Linked DNA regions of Macaca mulatta: all the other regions are linked to region 1. A link is a contact called in public Hi-C data. All regions are on one chromosome and are shown on one strand. The core of a region is the stretch at or near the end of the contact, and the rest is flanking DNA. Distances in the headings are between cores, read along the strand shown. Region 1 has its middle 330 kb from the start of USP25. Region 2 overlaps LOC114676844. Region 3 overlaps LOC114676844.

What was found. A called contact is a pair of places that touch in the nucleus more often than the background predicts.
Region 2: a contact with region 1 is called in a Hi-C map of fetal cortical plate, with 5 times the contacts expected there. The contact joins two enhancer-like sites. A contact is called at or near these places in 2 of 14 Hi-C or Micro-C datasets (fetal cortex germinal zone and fetal cortical plate).
Region 3: a contact with region 1 is called in a Hi-C map of fetal cortical plate, with 4 times the contacts expected there. The contact joins two enhancer-like sites. A contact is called at or near these places in 3 of 14 Hi-C or Micro-C datasets (fetal cortex germinal zone, fetal cortical plate and fibroblasts).

Annotation. Positions count from the first base shown.
Region 1 is chr3:31,647,962-31,652,914 of T2T-MMU8v2.0, forward strand. No RefSeq gene overlaps it. Among named protein-coding and RNA genes, the nearest start is that of USP25, 330 kb to the right of the region's middle. Within about 2 kb of position 2,775, at least 19 of the 40 cell types and tissues checked have an H3K27ac peak or open chromatin away from gene starts, as enhancers often do. A contact at or near this core is called in fetal cortex germinal zone and fetal cortical plate, where this site is marked.
Region 2 is chr3:31,180,710-31,185,662 of T2T-MMU8v2.0, forward strand. The region is part of intron 4 of LOC114676844; the gene reads right to left. Among named protein-coding and RNA genes, the nearest start is that of MIR99A, 4.3 kb to the left of the region's middle. Within about 2 kb of position 2,017, at least 19 of the 40 cell types and tissues checked have an H3K27ac peak or open chromatin away from gene starts, as enhancers often do. A contact at or near this core is called in fetal cortex germinal zone and fetal cortical plate, where this site is marked.
Region 3 is chr3:31,296,873-31,301,825 of T2T-MMU8v2.0, forward strand. The region is part of intron 3 of LOC114676844; the gene reads right to left. Among named protein-coding and RNA genes, the nearest start is that of MIR99A, 120 kb to the left of the region's middle. Within about 2 kb of position 2,874, at least 15 of the 40 cell types and tissues checked have an H3K27ac peak or open chromatin away from gene starts, as enhancers often do. A contact at or near this core is called in fetal cortex germinal zone and fetal cortical plate, where this site is marked.

The DNA.
Region 1 (4,953 bases), core at 1,525-4,024:
TTTAAACACCAACTAAGTTGGCTTAATTTTATATTTAATAAACAAAATGATTTGCATTTTCCTTACGACTGGCTATTTAAGAAAAATAATACAGAGACCATTTAATCTGAGCTTTATTATGAAGGGCCAGTGAAATAAAAGGCTTAACATTGATGAGGTAAAGCTGACATCAACTGGTACATAGTGGTAATAGTTGACAACAATAATCGTAACCCTGAAATTTGTATGACCCTCCCTCTGCGATCTGTAACGTACTTATAATTCATTAATTAAAACATGGATTTAAACCTTAGGAGCATCATTCATTATTCTTAGAGCTGGGGGTGGAAGAATTCAATGTGGTCTCTGTCCCCAAGGGGCTTTCAGTCTACTGGCAAAGATATATACACATGTGGCCCCACAGCAATACTGACTGGCATACAGGCAATAAAATGGGTGAAAAGGGGTGGAGAAGTGAGAGATTCTGGTCATGGTGATTCGGAAAGATTTCACAGAAGAGGAGACATTTAACCTGGTCCTTGAAGCAAAAAAGGATCTAGACTCTTAAAAAGTGGGAAGGCATTTCACACAAAGAGAAAATCTCTATGCTGGCATTGTCTTTAATTTTTGAATGTAGGAGAAAAATGGAAAGAAATTAAGTGACCTGATCAAGGTGATAACAAGAGAAAGCATCAGAGGCACACTATAATTTTTAACTCCGGGGTCAGAACGGTTCCTGTGATATTACATTGCTTCCTTCTCGAGGTGACACAATTTCTCTGCTTTCACAGTCACCTTCGCCCCCCGTTTATTTCTCCACGTTGCTGCGCCCTTTACAGGACCTTGCTAGGATGTCCACAGAAAAACACAGAGGCAGCCACATCTTCATAAAACACATTACATTTCGGCTGTGTCTAAAAATCAAATGAACACATGTAGGTATATTTTTGGCCTCCTTTCCTCACCATTCTCCATCATTTCAAAGGAATGGGAATTTGCGCTGTCGCCACATGGCACACTCAATAAAATGTTGATCCATTCCTTTAAACCTTCCATTTTTCTACTTCAGTTTGTCAAGTGATCCCAATTCCAAGAAATCATAATTCACACTGTGCGGGAGGTTGCAGATTTTTGGCTCTGGAGGTTGTGCAGATGTTATTCCTTAAGGAAGACGATCGTGATTGCCTATGTGAGTAATGGCTGTGAGTCGGCTAGAAGCCAAAAGTTCTCTTATAGCAGAATGTATAAACCATTCTCCTACTGAAAGAAGGCCCCCAGTAGGATAATATATTATTACACATGATTCAAATTACAGGATCTGCAGCAGGGGAGCTCGTGACTGATTCGGGACAGTCGCCCCCTGAATACTGATGATGGGATGATGGAATGCCTCATGAATTAAAAGGGCCATGGTTTCCCATCTAAATCCTTCATATGTTTTAAAAAGTGACTATGCCTATCATTGCACTCTCTAAGCTTCTTAAACGAATCATGCACTATTATGAAACCCTTGTCAATATTTTTTAAATTCCATGTTTTTGAATAATTATATTCAAAACATCCTTTTAAAAGAAAGACAACGAAACTTCACCTTCTCTGCTAGAAAACAGTGTGCCTTTAACGCAAATATGCAATAAAGATATGACTTAATAGAAATTGCATTGAAGTGTGACCCAGTTTTGCTCTCTGGGATTTTATAAAGCAACCTGAAATCTTCACATGCCACATGTTCCAGCCTCTTTAAGTTATCTATAGAACAAATGAATTTATCCCTGACAGCTAAATATAAATGTGCAACGCAAAATTGTATTTCCAAAGGTTTTCTGCAGACAAATGAACTCGTTTGTGAACATTATTTCATTTGATCTACTTTGGTTATGTAACAATCCCATAAATTTGCTAAAGGCATTACATTGCGAATGGAGACCAGGCATTTTTATAGAAACACTAAGGCAAATGTTAAATATTATACATTTTAAAAAACAAACTGTATAACGGCAATAAATTCTGAAATAATATGTAAGCTGGTCCCTTAACTTCTTTTCAAGCTGGTTCTTGTATTCAGTTTTTCTAGTAAATGGATGCAAATCAGGTGCATTGTGCTGGGGTGGGAAGGGGGAGATTTGTCCAGAAATGACCTCAGTTCTATTCATTAATAAAATGACAATGTTGGCCGAGAGCAGTGGAGAATGAAATATAACAAGAGTGAACTTTCCTCCATGTGACAGATGCACATAAGTGCTTTTTGGATAAAGCACTGTATGTAAAATGGCCACTGCAGCATAAAATCTGGAAACGTTAAAGGATGTTCTAAGACACAGATTGTTTGAAAAACCTGCAACTTCCATGGCAATGCACCCCTTATTCTCTGTTACCTTGTACAATTCTGAACCCCAACTTGGAGAAGCATGTATTCATTCATAAGAAGAGGGATCAGACAATATAAACAGAGGTTTGATGTTGTTAAGAATTTTTTTTTTAAGAAAGAGAAGATAATTTTTGCAAATTCAAAACAAAATAGAATTGTAACCGGAATCACTTTCAGTGACGGCAGACACCAATGGGGTAAAAAAAAAAAAAAAAAGGTAAAAGCCATCGGACAGAATGTAGCCACATTTTTGCATAGCGGTTTAAATTATGCCAGCAGAATAATTAATGGAAGGACCTAATATGGAAAGGGGGGGTGACAGGAAAGGGGGAAGGCTATGTTAAACAAAGTTCATTACTGCATGATGTAAATGAGTTTCTCACCAGTGATGTCACTGATTGGCTGAGCTGCAGAGCTGGCTTCGAGCATGGCCGGATTGGCTGCTAGCTCTTCTGGTGCCTGCCTGCTCGGGCAGCGGTTGAACCAGATACTTTCTGTCTCTCTTGTTGTCGTTTGAAGCAAATCTTGTTCAGCCCAGCTGTGTCTCCATAGTAGTGGCACCCTAAGAGAGAGTCTCCCTCCTGCTTCCCACAGCTCGTCTGTGAGGCGGTCGCTGCTGTGAAATACCAGCCCTTGGCACCAAGCCCAGACAGCGTTCTCAGATCCATCTATAACACACATACAAAAAGAAAAATAGGAAAAAAAAAGCAGTTCTTTCATCTGAATTGCATCCTAAGGAGGATTAAGAAGGCTTCTATTGCTACTGATTTGTGTTGCTTCAATTTGATGGTTAAAATAGTTTTTGAAATACAGTATCTTCTCATCTGCAGTAGAACACCATTGGTTAAAATTGGTTAAAAAGACGGGGGGAACCCCCCTCTCCCATGTTTACCTTGATTACAGAAAAATAATTCTTCATTTTCTTCCTAAGCACCGTAACTGATGTTTTTGGTCCCCTACCAGAATTTTAAACTCTCACCGGATTTCTAATTACAGCCGAGTCATTATTTTTCAGGTTAAGACAAGGGATCTTAATTAGCATTCTTTTTTAGCTATGCGAAATGAGACAGGGCATGAAACAGAAACGATCTATGGAGAGGCAGAGAGAGAGAAAGAAAAAAATCTGTGCAGCTTTTACAGTTGAGCCGACACCCCCTCCTTCCCCGCTCTCCCTCCACCCGCCTTGCAAAAAAGAATGCAGTCATATGAACTTTACCAGACAATGGAGTACCTACAGGCTCTCCCCTAGACAAGTCCTTTATAACCAGCCAGTGCTATGTGCTGCAGACAGTGGCCAATCGGCAGGCTCCTTTCTGCAGCCGGGACACAATAGGTGCATTGGCCACACTGTCTTCCTAGACCCTGACAGCAGTTCAGGTTCATTTATTGTACACTGGAAGGCACATATGTCTTTAATATTCACTGCGAAATTATCAGTGCGACTGCCTTTATTTCACCATAATTACATCAACCTAATTACCGCGCCCAAGCTGCAATAGCACTGTTTGCACAGAGTGGTGCATAGCCATGCATGCCGTAAAAATATGCATGGAAATGCTTGCTTATTTCAATAATAAAATCCGCCAATTTTCTTCCCACAGCTTCCTCCAGAATACTTCAGTGGAATATAGCCATCGCTTTTCCCCTTCAAAAGAAAAAAAGCATGTGTGTGTGTATAATATATATATATACACACACGTACATACATATACAAATAATACATATTATTTAAACATTTCTTCGTCATTTATTGGAGTGAAGTATGGGAGTAGAATCTAGTCACTACATACAAGGTCATTAAAGACCTAAGGCATTTCCCCCCTATTACCAGGCATCAGAGTGAAGGAGTAAGTGAATCTGCACGAATCATTATAGCCATGACTACAAGCTCAAGCCGATTTATTTAGAGTCTAACTGTCATGCACATCTGCATATGCCTAATTTATGTATTTTCATATTACATAATTATGTCATGCCTTGAAACATTGACTCAAAATGCTTGAAAAATTAAATCTTAGCTTTTTGTGTATTAGTTCAGCAGAGTTAGGCACGGTCTGTGGTAGAAACTGTCTGCTTTTTTATTTTATTTTATGCATGTTGCATTTACATATTCATGAACACAAAAGCTCTTATGACCGCTGACTCTGCAGCAGGGGATGAAAAGGCACAATCCCGCATACAGACGTGTTAATTTCTAGGGGAAGAATGGCAGCCTATGATGACCAGAAAGAGACGATGTTTGGAGGTTTCATTTGGGGGTTACCTCATTATATAGTAAATGATGTCGCTAACCCGCCAACGAATGTTGAAGGATAATAAACTTGGAAAGTAAAGCCAATTTGTATTATTCGTGGCCATTCATCCACACTGTAAAAAATAAAAATAAAAAATAAGCATTTTGAAATGCAGGCTTCTGACTCAGGTCTTTGCAGGTAACATAAAGGGGGTGTGCTCAGAAGCTGCTCATGATTTCATAATTTACATATTTCTTGCTCCAAATCAAAATGATAAGCTTTAAGCTTTGATTATTTTCTAAGTCAGAATTTTACCAGCGTTTACCTATATCTATTGGTGTATTTTGATTTCTAGCTCATGATTCTGTAATA
Region 2 (4,953 bases), core at 767-3,266, 470 kb before region 1:
CGATATCAAAATGGGCAAAACCTTTTAAAGTATTTTTTTTTAAAGGCTTGGAAGACTCATAAGGCCCCACCCCGGCTACTCATATGACATATAAAGTGGTTTCATAGTTTGCATTTATGCGTTCTTTTTGGTTGGTGTTGTTTTCACAGTAACAGTTTTGAAAGTGAAAGGACGATGGTTGTTAAAGAAGCGACTAGGTTTTGCACAATGAAGTGAAAGCTGAAAAGAGATTTGGATTTGGCATGGAGCTTAATAAGATAATTAAGAGTGTAGAGATTAATGGCTGCTAAAAATAACATTTAAAATAATGTTTTTAAACTAAAGGATCTTGAAACATGGAAACAGGTTTATCAATATTAATTAAGCCTGTGAAAGTTGGTGTACCATTAGCTGAGACAGCATGGAGGAACGAGAGCTATTTTGTAAATAATTAGTGAACAATAATCAACAAAACGTTTTATTTGAATGTTATCAGTATATAGGGATTGTGCAATTTCCTGTAATTGTTCATAGAATAGCAAACACAAAGGCAGAATTAATCAGTTCTAGATTTCTCATTGTTTGCCCTACATATTTTTAATATAATAAAATATGATTTTAAAAGCATAACAGATTATCAAAGCATATTTTTATCAAAATATTATAACATCAATTATTAGTATGCAAATTATAGTTTTCATTGGTATATGCTAAATTTTTCAAAAGCATTCTCTTTTAAAAATTATTTTTACACTTGTTTAGAAACATTTTTTATCAAAACTAAAATAGCTGGAAGGCATCTGCTAATCCTTTCACACTGAACCAGGCAAAACTGTTTTTTTAATAAAATGCTTAAATTGCTTAGCAATTTACTTCTAGAAACAGACAAAATAATTACAATGCAATGCAGTTATCTGCTGAGCCAATACATTGCTCTGAACTTAAAACAAGTTTGTATGTACTTTTTTTACTCATATACTTGATATTTCCAATGCGTTTTGCAACTGCTCTAGGACAAGTACTTCTTTTAAAATGTATTTTAAAAGAGCTTATTATTATGAAAGAAGCTTGTTTTCTACCTAGCAAATGAGAACATGCTCTTTTCATTCCTATTTTTGTTCTACTGAAATCTCTGTAAATAATTTGAATATAACTTCCCCAAAAGTAATCTGATTTATCAGTAATTTAGTGCATATTCTAATATAACCCTTTTCTACTAGTTTAAAAAGTTTCTTCTTTCACATTTCAAATTATAAGTCACATTAAAGATTTACTTTTTTTTACCCACTAGGTCTAAACATTCACTTTTCTTAGATAGCAAAAACTAATACCGGACCCAAAAAGCACAGATATATTAATGCCTTTCCAAAACTTCTGTGTATACCGCACATAAAAACATGTATTGTCTTTTTCATAGAGATTTTTCCATCTTTACTTAAGTTTCTATTCTAATCAAAATTAGAGCAAGAGAGGAAAAGGAAAAAGTTAATAAGAGTAAAGTGGGCTATGAGTTACATCAGAGTAAATTGAAAGTTCAAGGATCCCCTTTTATATAACAGTAGCCTTTAAAAGAAAAAACAACAAAAAAAGTTATACCTGATATGAAAGGTGCGATTTCACCAAGTGCAATATATTGCTAATTATGCCATATTGTTTGAAATAATAAAAATAAAGAAGGCTCATTTGGCTCTGTTGCCTTAAAAAGCTGCTTTACAAAGCCCGATGTCTCTGTAGTTATACAGCCAATGTTTGCTTTTTTTTGGTTTGTTTTGGTTTGGATTTTTGTTTGTTTGCTTTTGTTTTTGTTTTTGAGCAGGAACGTCTCTTTTTTTTTTTTTTTTTTTTTTTTTTTTTCAGCACTCTTGCATGTAGTAGGACACACTCAGATTTTTTCTTCAAGGGCGCCTGTAATTTCTTAGAAAAGGACCAGGGTGCTTGTCTTCTTTTTCTTCCTTCTCGGTATTCCAGGCACAAAGCACTGCGCAGAAGCTACACCAATCCTTGCCGTCACTGGCAGCAGAATGGTAGAAGGTGGGAGAGACCAGGAATCCTTCCAGGCTGTGCTGACTTTAGAAATGAGGATCGCACACGTTTGTCTCCTGAACCAAAGGGGTGCAAAGGCAGGGTGCCAGCTTGCTACACTGCTGCAATGCAATGATCTCATGCTCACTGGTGCTGTCGTCCTGTTTGCCCAGTTCAAACGCCTGTTCATTTTAAACCAAAAAAAAAAAAAAAAAAAACCAAAAAAGACCCAACTACTTGGATTCTTCTACAAGCAGAAACGGTAGTAACCTAAAATAATAATAATAATAATAATAAATAAATAAAAAATAAAAAATAAAAATCAGCAGTCAGAAAAGGCAAAAAGAAAAAAAAGCACATACAATTTTGGAATTCACTTGTTATGCCTCAATATTCTATTATTATTTTCTTTTCTTTTTTTTCTATTTAGAGATAAGCAGCAGAATTTATCAGGCGTGAAAGGGACAGCCTCCTGGTGGCCTGCCAAAAACCCAGAATAAAGGCGAAGTTGTGCTTCAAAGCTCAGTCGCTTGCTGAGTCTGGCTAAAGTCAAGTATTAAGATCCACCATTTTCTGAGCCATGTTAGAAAAGAAGAAAAAAGTCAGGACGGTTGCTGCTTTCCAAGTCTCCGTTGGCACCATCACAAAATCTCAGTCGTAAGGTCACATGATTCTCTGCCAAATGTAGAGTGCATTCCCATCAACCATTCTGCTGATACTGCGAAGGCAGCTATTGTCTCGTTTAGACCCAAAGTTCAGCCCACTCTTCATTGAATTAGCTGAAAAACGCATCACCTTTGGGGGCTGGGAGTCATGGAAACGTCTACCTGGCAAGCTGCCCACTTTTTCTGCCCATCAACCAGAGATGGAATTGTGCTGCCTAACGCAATGATGACTTGGAATGTGAAGAGTCGTCCAAAGTGAATCTGATTCTTGCAACGCCTGTTTCGTTTGCACAGAAAACTCTGGCTTCTTGTAGTTAAGAGGGGGGAAAAAAAATCTTTCCTACCAAATGTAGCAAATAAAGGTCTGAACATGCCTACTCTGCAACTTTTTTTCTCAACACACCCAAATGGTTCTCAAATGAAAAGACTGAAAGCCCTTCAAGTTTTCTGAGTTAAAGGCATCCCTTCATCTGTCTCCTTTTCCTTACAAGTGAATGAAACAAGCCCAGAACATTTGTTTTCGTCTCTCACTTTAAGATTTAAAAAAACTCTGAGTTTTTCTTCTTGCTTTTTGCTACTTTCTGATTTTATCTGGCACCGATTCTGTACTACATGGTCACAACGTCTTCTAGCAACAGTGGGGATGCACTAAGCTGCAATCTCCAACAAAGTGCTCCCCTGAGAAAGCCAGTTGTCTCTTTAGTCACATAAAACCCTGCAACTGGGTCTGTAGTAATCCTCATCAGTACCTAGCACAGCTGCTGTGCAAGTTTTTTGAGATTGACATTTGTGAGAAGGGCTCTTTCTGTTTCTTCGCTGGCTACAGTTTGCCCGTGTGGCATGAAAGATGCCTTTGAAAGATGCAGGGACTGTGTCAACAGCTCTTAGGTAGTAAAACGACATGGTTCCCCCTCCCCAATGAATTTCCATTCTAGCAGGCAGTGAAAGTTCCCATGTATGAACATTTCTACACTTTCTAACCAAAGTAGAGTGAATTCAATTTTTCACAATTTCCTTAAGCGGAATTTAAAGCCAAGCAGGAAAGCAAGCATTATTAGTACTGAAACAGCATACTGAGTGGCACTAAAAAGAACCATGTCCTTTAACCTTGTTTTTTAAAAACGTTGCAATAATTGTAGAATATCTAAAGTATGATTACGTTTGCAAAAAATTTAACATTATATTCAGTGCCTTCCCAAAATGATGGATTAATGTTGCCCCTTTTCCATGTATAAACACATACGCCACACAATACATAACAATGACTTTCAAAGATAATCAAACTGTGACTTGTCTAATAGAAAAGAATCTGAAAAAGGATTCAGGCATCTAGGAAACATAACTAAAAATGGTTTGCGGTTGTTTTTGCGCCATGTTGTTCAGGTGACTTACTTTAGTAACGATAGGAGTGAATGTGCACGTACCCGTACACACATGTGAGAACCATCATGTTGTTCTTCCCATTTGTAATTCAAAATAATGCAATTCTAAACCATAAACTAAAAATTTACACACGGGCCTGAAATTAAAATTGCCTTTTCTCTAGATTGCAAAATTCTGGAGAAATCTGCTAGTGTCCTAGGCACATGTTTAAAGAGTGCTTGGTTGGAACTTAAGCCCCATGCTTCAGCAAAACAAGAAAGTAGATGACGCATTCATTTACATAAAAATTTAAATTCCCAGTTCTCATTCACTAATTCACAGATTATTTATTAAGTCCTAGTATGTGCCAGGCCTTCTGACAGGCATAGGGGAACATCAATGAAGGAAATTGACGTGCTCCCAGGTGGAAGTCATTCAGTAAGTACTTTTAAGTGAGAAAAGCTCACTACTAAACAGAGATGTTGCAGGTCCTAAAGGAGACAAACTTGTCAAGAAACAAACCAATGGAAATTGGAAAGTGGAAGTAAAATGGATATTAAAAAATAAATTACAGATAGAGATATTTTCTCTGTCTGAAGGTTTCCTTTTTAACACTAAATTCATGATTAGTTTTGTATAATTCTGCTGAACTTTCTGAAAGAATCTGATGTGAAAATTGTATGCTGCCTTCCCAGCTAAAAACAATTTTTAAAAAGAAACAAAGTAATGGGAGACTTTCACTTCTAGAAAGATGGAGTAGACAGTTTTTTCTAACCCCCCTGCTAGGTACAATTAAAATCCTTCCTCATTACATATCAAACAAATTGAAGGAGACTCTGAAAAGCTGAGAGAAGATGAAAAACTAGCTAGAGACTGAAGGACTCAAGGAATGACATGGATTTTTAATTTTTACCTTAGACATCAA
Region 3 (4,953 bases), core at 1,624-4,123, 350 kb before region 1:
TTCTTCTGAACTCACAAACTAACATTTCTGTATACTTGAAAAGTTCTATATTTGATGGCATTTACTTTGCTATGGGCTCTAATTAACCAAAAATACCCTATAATTTTCAGTTAAAACATTTCTTAGTAAATATTAGAAAAATAATCTATCAATTTCAAATGCTAAATACAACAGTTGATTCAAAATAATCAAAAAATAAAAACAGAAGATGTGTGTAAGAGCTAAAATTAAAATTAAAATTGAATTAAAAAATAACTTTTAACTGAGAATCATGCTGAACAAGAGAGGCTATCTTATTTTTCCTGCACCTGTTTCGTGATAATAAATGTGAAAATGTTTGGGTTTTAATCCAAGTTTTGAAACATTTACCTTTATTAACTTCTTTTATATAAATTACAAAGATTACATTAAATGAGAATTCAGCTGTAAACTCACATACAAAGAGAACTTATCTAGGTAAATTTCTATTGATAACAATTTATAACTTCTACGGATTTTAATGTTGACTGGTATGAAAATTCAAAACACTCCATGTCTTGGTTAAACTAATAGCAAGGTATTTACAGTATCATAATTCAGTCCACAGGAAAGCAAATATAAATTGTATATTTACAAAAATGACCTGAAGGAAATCAGGAGACATTTTCTAATCCTAAAATTTACCTAAAATTAATATGATCTTTTCTATCACCAAAATTAGCAATATTCTATACGTAAAGGGGAGATAAATACAGAATAAACATGCCTAGTAAGAAATCTCTTAATTAGGTCACTCTTAAAAAATAATATATCTGATTCCCATCAATATTTTAAAGAGAAATATGACTGTTTCTAGTAAAATAAAGTTGCACTCTGGATTACTACAGATTAACACACAAGGCATAATAGCATTTATGATAGTGATAATAAAATTTGTTTTAAAAAAATAGAGCAACTAATATTACACTTTTCTGCTTTTAATTATTCTGTAATGTACCCATGCTTAATGTCTAAAGATACTATTGAAAATGGCTATAGAAAAATCTGAGGTGTTAATATTTGATTACTATAGTATTTCATTGACATTCGTGAATTTAACTCTTAAAACACTAGAGTATAAAATTGGCTTACAGAACAAAATTCAGTTATAGTAATATCAAAATTAATAATAGTTCCAGATATGGGATGTAAGTACCTTTGAGCTTCAAAATTTCTTTCATGAAAAATTATCTTTTTATTGCAAAACAGCAATTAAACACAATTACTTAATGCTATTCAGCCATGTCTATGCACCAAGCATTTCTATTAAAACATTTGTTAGAAATAATATCAAGGTGTTAATAAGTTTTTAAAATTATATAACAAATGCTGACATTTTAAAAATCCCAAATGCTACATTTTAACATAGACAAAAACACTATTAAAACGTTAAGCTTAATTGCGCGCACAACGAAACTTCTAGAAAACTCCATTACTTACTGTTCACTGAGTATTACTTACAGAGACTAACAATTTTAAGATTTCATTTGTTATTTATCCTGCAGTATTTTGAAAAACCTTTTTTGCACTGTATACTTCTCAATAAGATGATCATACCTACTCTGGTCTGCTGAGAAAAACAAAAAATCAGTAAATCTTCTTTAAGACTGTGCTTGTTCCATCGTATCTTAGGTGGCAACAAGCAAGGAATTCATAATGATAAAAGCACCAATATGAGAAAAAAATATTTAATGCTTGTTTCATATTGACTGTATAAAGTCATTTTGACATGCCTATACAACTGGTTGTGGCAGCTTTCAGACATGATTCCAGATCAAAAAAAAAAAAGAAAGAAAGAAAGAAATTGCTCCAGGTTCTTTAGAGAAAGCTTGCCGCTGGGAAGTTGATTTTGGCCAGGTGCCAAAATCATGTGCAAAGGGGCCTCATTATGGATTCATGGCAGCCTTCAGCACTAACAAAAAATGTGACCCAACAGGCTAAATCAGCGACTAAAATTAAAAAGTAAGAGACAAAGACAACTTACTTAATATTCCTTCCAAAGCAACATTAAACTTTTTTTGGTAATTAAACCCTTATTAGTATAATGCAGTGTTCCTCTGTCCTCAAATGATTGTACAATTACTCTTTAAAACTTGTCAATTTCCCTTCTAAATAACACTTTCTTTCTGTGGCAGTTTACAAAGATTTCGCTATATAATAAAACTCTATATCCACTGTAATCGGTTCAATAGAAGAAAACAAAATTGTAAAAATGCAGACGACAGTATTCCTTTAAGATTTAAACAAACAAACAAAAAATAAGCAAACAATCGTCAGTACATTTTGAACTTCTACAAAAGTGAACATGCACCCTCTAAACTCACACTGGTTGCGATGAAGCAGTCTCACTGCCCAATTTTCCCCAAAAAAAGTACATTTGATATCGCAGTCTTACCTAGATGTCTTCTGGCTTTTCTGCAGATCAAAAAGTTTCCTTCCTAAGCACACAGATATTCTTTCACAAACCATAAAGGCCCTTTTATGAATCCAGCACTGTAACAGGCTACCTTCCACACCACGTTGAGAGCCCAGTGTACAAGCTCTCAAGATAAAATACGTTGCTAATACACAATTAGTGGGAGAGGTTGTCTACTGGAGAATTTATCTTAACGAAAGGAGGAAAAAAAATAGAAGCTTTTTTTTTTTTTTTTTTTTTTTTTTAAATAGCAAAAAGGGTGCGGTCAGATGTTAGGTTTTGCCTGAGAAAAGGGTTCTACACTACACTAGTACCTAAACACTAGCAGAAGCTGCCTGGGAAGGGAGCCAATGGAAGGACTTTGTTTGACCCAGCTGCCAATCTCCCCTGAAGCCGTGCGCCAGACTAAACACTCACACTATTTTAACTCAAATCAGGCTACAGCAGCTGTTTGCTTTCCGGCTCTGAGCTCTGCACCCACCATGGCCTGTGCAGTTCACCCGCGAGCTTTGCTAGCTGCCTGGCTGAAATCTGTTCCGGGTTGGGATTTGTCATTGGGGAGCAAATATTAACCCTATTCCTCATGGTAAATCTGGACTGTTTGTTGTTCAGCATTTGGATCTGGTCATTGGGGTAATTTCTGATCTTTTAAATGAAGACTGATATTTTATATCATGGAGAAAGTTTGAGATTTGAAGGTAACAAGGATTCCTACGTTTCTTTGAAATTCAAATGTAAACTCTTCTGATGTGTTCCAATTAACACTAAAATAGCCCTTGTGTGTTCCTACAAAAACAAGGTCCCTAGAGTACACCCCTAAGAACAAAGATGGTACCCATTCACTCCAACCTAAAGCTCTTCCACTATAGCAAGATGGTTAAGTTGGCATCACAGAGTCGGAGAGACTCACGTGGTTGCAGGAGTTAGCACTGACTCCTCAATGCTCAGGAAAGTTTCTCCAAAAGCAACACCTAGGCACACAAGAAGTTTGCTTTCCTTGTGTGAAAAAGCATCAAGTGACCTAATTTACCATTCCTAAATTTCTAAGCTTATTTAGTTGTTAGACTAAGTGTAAAATTCACATTCTGAATTGTAAAACGTTATGCCCACAGGTAGTCTGAGGTTAAAAATAAACTAGAGAGAAGTTAGTTAGGGAATGTACAATTAAAGTCATAATCAAAATGATCTGATTGTAGGAGGGGGAAGAGATCCAATAATGAAGATTGATTGCACAGGAGATAGGAGCCAAACATTATGTATGTGGCAAAAAGAAACCAGAAAGTCATTCAACATGTGGAAGGGAGAAAGAAGCTCAGAAGAGTGTAATAACATGGACCATAACTGAGTTATTTTTACTCCTGACCAAATTCCTTCCTATTGGACGACGATGGTGAGAGAAGCCAGCACGTTTCTCTTTAGAGATTTTAGTTTCCATTGTTGCATCAGGCAAAAGGATATCTTTTAACGTAAGGCAAATAGACAGAATTTTTGTTTTTGTTTATTAATGTAACGAATTTTGATCTAGCTATGAGGGTTCACAGTGCAGTCAGAAGATGAACAAAAGTGAAATGTTCCTGAAATACACCAAAGCTGTGTCTTCAATTTTTTTTTTTTTTGTCAGAAAGTTGTTTCCTCTGCTTTAACAGGAGAGTTTATTTTGTTTCTATTCTTGCCCCAAATGATAGGTCTGTTTTCTTATTTTAGAAACTAGAGATCTAAATTACAAAAAACTGTAATTTTATAATAAAATGTTATTTCCTCAGATAGGAGGTAGAAAAGATGCCTATAGAGAGGCTGAACTATTAGGGTTTATAGGTGCACAAAAACTGAAAGGCCCAATTAATTAAAAATGCATGTCATGATAATATTGCATAGCAAATAGGGCTAGTATCCTTATTTTGAAAGTGATCTACATGTAAACTCAAAAGATTCCCATTGGATCTGGCTTCATATATAGCAGTGTATAGTTTGATGCTCAGAATTCTTATGGAATCAAATCAAATGCTGGGAAATGATTTCTTTTGTGCCCCCTTTTTTTTTCCAATGTAAGAAAATATTCAACTTGTTTCTCTGAATGGTCTATTACAATCTACAAATCACCCACCATCATACTGCTATATATATATCTGCAGTAGCTATAGACTGGCAGTCCTATAGTAACATTTGTTGATCTCAGCAATCACTTCCTTACACTTCTTTTCTGTCTTTTCGTTAGACATCTCGTGCACAATAGTGGTTAATTCCTATCATGACTGTCACAGGGTGAACTGTCTCCCCACCAATTCAGATGCTGAAGTCCTTACTCCCAGCACCTCAAAATCTGACCGTATGTGGAGTTAGTGTCTTTAAAGGGGTAATTAAGTTAAAGGAGATCATTAGGATGGGCCGGATTCCAATGACTGGTGTCCTTATAAGAAGAGGAGGTTAAGACACAAAAACACAGAGAAGACCATGTGAAGACATTGGGAAAAGATACCCATTTGCAAAGCAAAGGATGAGGCTCAGAAAAACCAACCCTG